Regions from separate parts of the Rattus norvegicus genome. Here region 2 is linked to region 1. The links are chromatin contacts, called in public Hi-C maps. All regions are on one chromosome and are shown on one strand. The core of a region is the stretch at or near the end of the contact, and the rest is flanking DNA. Distances in the headings are between cores, read along the strand shown. Region 1 overlaps Shroom3 (shroom family member 3). Region 2 holds the start of Shroom3 (shroom family member 3).

Region 1 (3,884 bases), core at 943-3,442:
GGCTTTGAACTCACAGAGATCCATCTGCCTCTGCCTCCCAAGTGCAGGGACTAAAGGCGTGTGACTCAACACCTGGCCACTCGTGTTTTTAAACAAAGTTTCAGTAACTTGAGGCAGAAGGAAACCCCTTTAACAATAAAGAATATCTACAAAAAGTCTCCCGTAAATATTATGCTTTAGAATTTATAAGATAGGACCATAAGATAATCCATGAAAGACAATTACTATATATGTGTGCAGTGGCAAAAAATAAATAAAAAATAAATCAATTGTTTACACCAGTAAAGAAAACGACTGAGAGTAAATCGAATAAAACATATATGAGACCTTTACACTGATAACTACAAAGTAATACAGGACAAAACTGAAGAGGACCTATACGATTACAGCGATGCTCTTGGATTGCGATACTCAGTAGTGCTAAGGTGATAATTTTTTATTAGTTAACACACAGACATCTCACAACCCTAAGAGGACCTAAACATTGTTTTTGGTGGAAATTGACAAGATGTTTCTAAAATGCATATAAAGGTGCAAATGACGAAGAATAGCAGTTGGGCCAATTTTTAAAAGGAAAGCTGGGGGGCTGGAGAGATGGCTCAGTGGTTAAGAGCACTGACTGCTCTCCCAGAGGTCCTGAGTTCAATTCCCAGCAACCACATGGTGGCTCATGACCATCTGTAATGGGGTCTGGTGCCCTCTTCTGGTGTGTCTGAAGACAGCGACAGTGTACTCATATATAATAAATGAATAAATCTTTAAAAAAAAAAAAAGGAAAGCCAGAAGACTTACAGACAACTGTTAAACTCACGGTAGCACCTCACACCATATATATATAGCAAGGCTACCCTGAGGTCTGTTTGAATACGGTACATTGAACACGGCTTGAAGCAAGTCCAGCATTGGCTGATACTTTAAACTCCAAGATGGCTTCTCTCCTGGCTCATCCCCGGGAACAGCAAGGAACCACTAGCGACTATCATTTACTGAGCATTGTGGCTGGGCATCACTTTGATTACCTTGTGCTTCTTTTGACCAGCATTTGACATAGGGACAGATGGAGAATGCGGAGCTCAGAGATACACTGTCACTTGTCCAGGCCACAGTGGCTAGTAAATGGCAGAGCTACGACTCCCACACACACACCCTCTCGAAGCCTGTGTTACTACAGCACATGGCTTTGAGAAATCTGTGCCCACTGAGTCAGGTGTGGGTGAGCAAATGCTTCTCAGCTCTACCTGCTTTCTTCATTTGTCTGATGAGGGAGGACTAGGTGACCTCTCGGGCTTCCCCGGACTCAAAATGTATGGCTTTTTTGTTTGTCCGTTTGTTTTAATGAAGCCGCTCAGACTCTTTTTATCAAGGGCTTGTGTGTTGGTTTCTGCTTGGATGTTTCTTCCTCCAGGAAGATGCAGGTGCTCTTGGTTTCCATCCCACAAACCCGGGAAGCAGGTCCGGCGAAACTACTCTGTAGGACTCAGGTTTCCCCGTCTTCAGTTTCGTGGCTTATGGTGGAGTCAACAAGAGTATAGTTTGTGTTTGCACAAAGCCAGAACACAAAAGGAAAGGTCCCGGCATTACTGAGCATCCAGGAACGAGTATCCCACACCGAGAGCACACACAGTTCGGTTTTGTTAGGTTCTCTCGTGTTCTGCAAATACGCCTCTCACCCACTGCTCTGTCCCCGTGCCAGCTTCCTCTAACTATCTAACTGCTTTTGGGAGAAAAATAAACCACAACATATGTGATGAAGAAGGGGTAGGGATTAAGGAAGCACTCAACTTCTAGAGAAGCTGACTTCTCTAGAAATTCACTACTTTAAGTAGCTCTAAGAGACATCTCTAAGAGTTGGGAGACGGAGACAGGCCGATTGGGAGTTCAAGACCAGCCTCAGCTATATAGGGAGTTTGAAGCCTGCTTGGGCTACATGAGGCTCTATGCCAAACAAAGAGTCAAAACTGAACAAGCAACAAACAAGAGATTCCGTGAGAACCCTGTTGGTTAGCCCGGCAGTACTTGAGGTGTTTGGCTAGTGTGCTGTGAGTTCAGAAATCACTAAAACCAGTGACTAGTTCTTTTCCCTAAAGAGCTCAGTGGTTGGTCCAAGGGCATAGCATGACGGGGAACCAATCTAGGAAGGGAAGTGGACTCTCTGACCCCCACACTGATCTATTTGCTCTAGAAACATTTACCAAGCACATTCTTTATGGAAGGCACCATGCCAGGTACTGGGATACACACAGGGTCCTTGTCCTTGTAGAGGTTACATTCTGTCAGGTGGCAAAGATTTGGGCAACAAATTACTCATTTTGTTTGCTTCGCTACAACTGAGCTAAGGGGCACAGGAGAACAGGGTACATTGAGACTTTATGAAGGGAGAATGTGGGGCAGTGGCCCCTGCCACCAGACAGAGGAACTGGTAAGATTAAAGCACGTTTGAACCCCCGGGGAATCTCAGAATTGAGAACCAGCTCCCTACCAAGTACTATCTGTCCTGGAACAAGATACCCCATGACACCCCACTGAGAAGACCATGACCACTGGTCATGTAGCTAAAAACCTGGAGTTCTCCATGCTAATGAGATGTCTCAATAGACCCCGAGTATTTAGCCAATGAGTTTCTCTTCCTGAAAAAGGTATTTAATCCCTGATTCACACTGAGTAAGACATAAGTGTAAGGCTGGAGAGATGGCTCAGTGGTTAAGAGCCCTGATTGCTCTTTCCGAGGTCCTGAGTTCAATTCCCAGCAATCACATGGTGGCTCACAAACATCTGTAATGGGACCCGATGCCCTCTTCTGGTCTGTCCAAAGACAGTGACAGGTGTACTCACATACATGAAATAAATAAATTAATTTAAAAAAAAAAGACATAAGCCTATATCTCCCAGAGAAGGCCTTCTCTCTTCCTGCCTCTCCCTCAGTTATCCCCTTTCTGCCTGGTGCATAGAGGAAGTGTGGACCCAGACACTACTCCCTCCCCTCTCAGTTCCCTGCAGTTCCCAGCAGCCTCTGGCAGCCTCTGGGTACACAGGAGATTGAGAACCACAGCATTCATCCCAGACCTCACTTTTCTTGTCCAGAAGAAGCTGGGTCTAACTCAGACTGTGTTCTGCCTCCCCTCAGCGGCTTGCCTGTGGCACTGGTCCAGCACCCCAGCAGCGAGGGAGGCAGATGCACAGCCCAGCAGAAGTCCTGAGAAACTCTGGGGAAACCGGGAAGAAACCTTTCAGCTCAATCCAAAGGATGAGTAAGGATGACTGAATGAGGAAAGGGCTAGAAGGTCCCACAGAGGAAAGGGCATGTATCCTCTGCACTACACCAAGTTGCCTCTTCTGTGTTGTCTTTGTACCCCAGTGCCCTGTCAGCAAGGTGTTCAGGAAATACAGACAACAAACAGAAACACCCAGAAAGGAAAGCGAGAGTCAACAGAGCTGAGTTCTCCTGGGCTAGAAATCTTAAAGAATGTCAGCTAGTCCAAAAAAAAAAAAAAAAAAAAAAAAAAAAAAAAAAAAAAAAAAAAACCCAACCCTGCAGCACCATGGGAACAGAAAGATGGGGGAAATACAAAAGGTGTTAAGAAGTGTTTTGAGTCCTGTACATTCTTAGGAAATCCTGTGTCTTAGTAATTTGTCTGCCCACAGCCACCATGAACATCGCCGTTGGTCAAGGCTTGGATACAGGAAGTGACCACAGTTTCCACACATGGGGCAGGTAAGAAGGTGGCCCACCTGCAGAACTTATATCTCCCTGCCCCGTCAACTGCCCCTCACCTATGCTCACAGCACATTCTCCACCTGACTTGAAGCAAACATTTTGCTTGTCTGCTTGACTGAGACAGTGTCGTGTAGCCCAGGCTGGCCTCAAGGTCACTGTAGAGTCAACT
Region 2 (3,884 bases), core at 523-3,022, 41 kb after region 1:
TGGAATGAAGACACACGGGCGGAGGTACAGCACCCACCCTACAACCATGAGGACAAAGGACCACAAATAAGAAAGGCTAATGGAAGATCTACATGGAATCCATGACTGGATGAAGCTGTTGTTCCCCCCAACAGCTGACCTCTGTCTGGATTTCTTGTAGCCCTAAGGAAAACAAGCCTTCGTTTACTAAGGGCTCTGGTTTCAGGGCTTTGGTTTTTCAATAAATGAAATCTTTTCTAGTGGATACATATACAGGTCTCCTCTGTTTTCCTTAAGAAAGCACACAGCCTGCAGGATGTCTGGCATATTTGGTGGCCAACTACTGTCACTTCCAATTCCTCCTGGCTTGTCCACCTTAAGATTTCTCTGTTCTTCCTCAAAACACATGTTGGGGGTGGGGGTGGTGAGGGTGTGTGTGAATGTGTGTGTGTGTGTGTGTGTGTGTGTGTGTGTGTGTGTGTGTGTGTGTATCTGTAAAAAGCAACCTTACCAGATAACAGACTTCAAATTCAACACCTAGTATTTCTTTCTCTACCCTCAAACTCAAAAGAATTCCTCCCTCAGTTACAAATGTTTTCTTGGGGATGCCATTGCCTGAAAGCCTTGAAATATTCTATTGTCCTCAACTGTTACTAGTCTGTGGTTTCAAAATAAATATTATAACAAATAATTTGAAAGTCTGCTGTTTCAGAGAAAAGTAAGAAAACTAACTCTAAAAGGAAAAAATATGGGCTGGAGAGATGGCTCAGCGTTTGAGAGCACTGGCTGCTCTTGCAAAGGTCCTGAGTTCAACTCCCAGCACCCACATGGTGGCTCACAACCATCTGTAATGGGATTTGATTCGCTCTTCTGGTGTGCAGGAAGATAGACACTCATATATATTAAACAAACAAATATTTTTAAAAGCACCAAAAGATCAATGAAGATTGAGTCATATTGCATAATCACATGGTTTTTAAAAAATCAGACAAATAATAAAGAGAGTGACAGATGGGGCGTTTTGTCCATACTAACACCACTTTAAATCCTTCTGTATACAAAGCGATCAAAATTATTTGTTTGTTCAGTTGGTTTGGATTTTGAGACGGTCTTGCTAACTTGCTCCTTACTGAAAAATCTTGTCTCCGTGTCCCCCCTGCTGAGTTTGGGGGCCTGTACACCCGGGCTAATGATCTAATTTAATAGAACATGTAAAGTAATTTTAAAGCTGGGTATTCTCGGTTGCAGGGCAAGATTTTTCTGACCTGGACCGTGTGCTATGTCATGACCTTTTGCTGCTGATGATCTTTAATCTGATTTATAACGGAAGGCTCATGTGGGAACTGATCTTGCATTTCATACACAAAAAGAGAAGATTAGCCACCAATTGAGCACATTTTCCTGAGGATTTCACAGAATGAATGAACTAGAAACACTTTTCTTCCCAACACCAAGCCATCCAAAAACATTTCCTGATAATCAGAAAGGCATGAGTCAACAAATTGGGTGGTTTAAGCGCAATTCAGGCAACGAGCAGGCTTTTTTTCTTTTCTTTCAGTTTTTGACAAATCTGACACAACTTTAAAAGCTGCAAACAAAACACAGGTTGGTTGCAGACGATAGACTTACCTTGGAAATAATTAATGGTTCTCCATGCTCCAGGCCACCTTTCAGGGTGAAGCCCCAGGGAGCCCCTCCCTCTAGGAGCGCTTCCAGATAAACGTATCTCTCCTTGGGGGTCCTGCTGGAGTTTGGAGTGGCGCTAGGCTCCTCCAAGTTCTCGGGGGTCCTCATCGCGCCAGACACATGGTCAAGTCGGCTTCTGTTTAAAGTGTCTGACCCAGATGGAGGCTAGCGGAGCTCCCCTGCTGGGTTAGACCGTCCTGCAAGCTACCCGCAGGCTAGGAGAAACGCAGTCCGGGCGGCGGCGAAGCTCCCGGCTCTCCGGAGATGCTTCTCCCACTACACCCTCTGGAATTCGGGGCTCTCGCAGAAGTCCCCAGTGGGGTCTGCCCACAGCGTTCGCACCGACGTCCTCCAGGGTTCCCGCAGACTGCTTTCGGCTCGCACACGCGCCAAAGCCTTGTCTGTGTTTCTGTTTTTTTAACCGAGAACAGTAAAAAAGCCTTTCACCCGGGTCTGGGAAGAAAGCGACAGAGCCGCAAAGAAATACCTCTTTTTTTTTGATTGATCACCAACCCTTTCTTCCTGAGCGAGTGGAATTTACCATGACAATAGCGTCCGCCCTCCGCAGAAGCTGCATTTAAAGAAAGCAGGCGCTAGCGGTGCTCTTGTTGCCCTCGGAATTTTCGATCCTGTCCCCCGGGCGGGGGGCGGCAAGGCTGAGCGAAAACTTTGTACCCATTTTTGTCAGGCATTTAGTTTAACGTTTGCTTCTCGGATTGGAGGAGGTTTGCAAGAGGAAAAGACATGGGTTAGAGCGCGGAAATTCTTAGTGTCTGGAGGAAGTCACCCCCAAATCTCAGCGAGGCAATGCGCTTCTTTTCTTTGGCATTTTTAGCGATGGTGGGTCCCTCTGCAGCGGCCCGGGGTGAGAGTGCGGGGTGGCAGAGGAGCGAGCTCTGTAGAATTCAGCCACAAAGACCTGGCAATCAGAGGCGGCCTACAGCGGATAACAACGAGGAAACTGAAAATGCAGGGCAGACGGCTAGAAATAGTTACCAGAAGAGCCCCGCCTCTCACTAATTAAAGCAGAACTTCAGGCAAGCGTTGGTATTTTGAAAATCCCTCCAGGCACTTCTGCTGCTGGGCCGCTGAGTCTGAGAAGCTGCGCCTAAGCAGGTTGGGCGAACTTTCAAGTGTCAAGGGCTTTATTGATTTCATTAGCAGAGAATACCACATGCAGCATAAGATCAGCTTCTCCAGACAAACTGCTTTGCTATGCAAAATGAGGAAGGCGTTTTCTGCCTTTAACTGTGGTCTACCCCAAGATTACTTGATACCTGCTGTTAAGCACTAGGGACCCATGGCTCGATGTTACTATGGGTTGTCAGTGTAACTTTGTAATAATACTGTATAGCATATAACACTTAACATTGCTTTCCAATCAGAGTTTGAGCGGCTATTTGTCCTGCCCAGAATTCGCTGAGATTATTGGAACAAATTAGAATTCTTTTCAAGGAATATGCTTACCCAAAGTTTTTCTACTTAAATTTGTGATGAGATGAATTTTATTTTTTCGGAACTGCAGTTTAAAATTATAGAAATGCGATAAAAATTTGATGTCAGCGTTTTTATTCATAAATAATAAAACATAGATACTACAGAGCAAATAAAACTGGGATTGGGACAGTGCAATATTGAGCCATCTGAACAGCTCACACACTCGACAAGCCTAACTACTAGGGCTCGGTTCCAAGAGCCTTCATAAAAAGCCAAATGCAGGGGTGCCCATCTGGAATCCCAACACCCCTACATCTAGACAGGAGGCTCAGGCAGTAGAATGGCCTGGAGGTTTCATGTCCACATAGCCTAGAGTACACAGCCCAGCCCCAGAAACAACAGAAGACCCCACATCAAGGTGAGCAGCTAGAACTGAATCCCCAAAGTTATCTTCTGCACACCATGACACAAGTGCGTTCAGACTCATGCATGCATACACCCACATCATACATACACATGCACACGCTCACAATAAATAAATACATGAGCTACAACAACCGTGATGCTAAGGCTGGCGTGGGGGGAGTGTAGCTCAGTTGTTAGCGTGCTTGCTTGAAGCGTACAAGAAGCTCTACTTAGCAGCACATCAGCAGCATCTGAAGGTCAAAGTCGTAAGGTTCGGGGTAGCCGGGGCACATGAGACCCTACTAAAAAAGCTAACATTTAATATATAAGCACAAGGCCTGCATTGTTTGGTTTTTTTTTTTTTTTGTTTTTTGTTT

Evidence for each region. Hi-C and Micro-C count contacts between places; a contact is called where the count stands out from the background.
Region 2: a Hi-C map of prefrontal cortex shows a contact between it and region 1, with 10 times the contacts expected there. The contact joins the promoter of Shroom3 here to the enhancer-like site in region 1. A contact is called at or near these places in 12 of 12 Hi-C or Micro-C datasets (the A7r5 cell line, the Rat2 cell line, Schwann cells and 7 more) and 1 of 1 datasets of contacts at active chromatin or transcription factors (oligodendrocytes).

The regions. Positions count from the first base shown.
Region 1 is chr14:15,636,624-15,640,507 of GRCr8, forward strand. The region is part of intron 1 of Shroom3 (shroom family member 3); the gene reads right to left. Among named protein-coding and RNA genes, the nearest start is that of Shroom3, 42 kb to the right of the region's middle. Within about 2 kb of position 2,193, at least 5 of the 93 cell types and tissues checked have an H3K27ac peak or open chromatin away from gene starts, as enhancers often do. A contact at or near this core is called in hepatocytes, liver and prefrontal cortex, where this site is marked.
Region 2 is chr14:15,678,491-15,682,374 of GRCr8, forward strand. Shroom3 (shroom family member 3) reads right to left here and starts at 1,773. Exons shown (of 11, transcript NM_001100889.1): 1 at 1,609-1,773. The coding sequence starts at 1,773.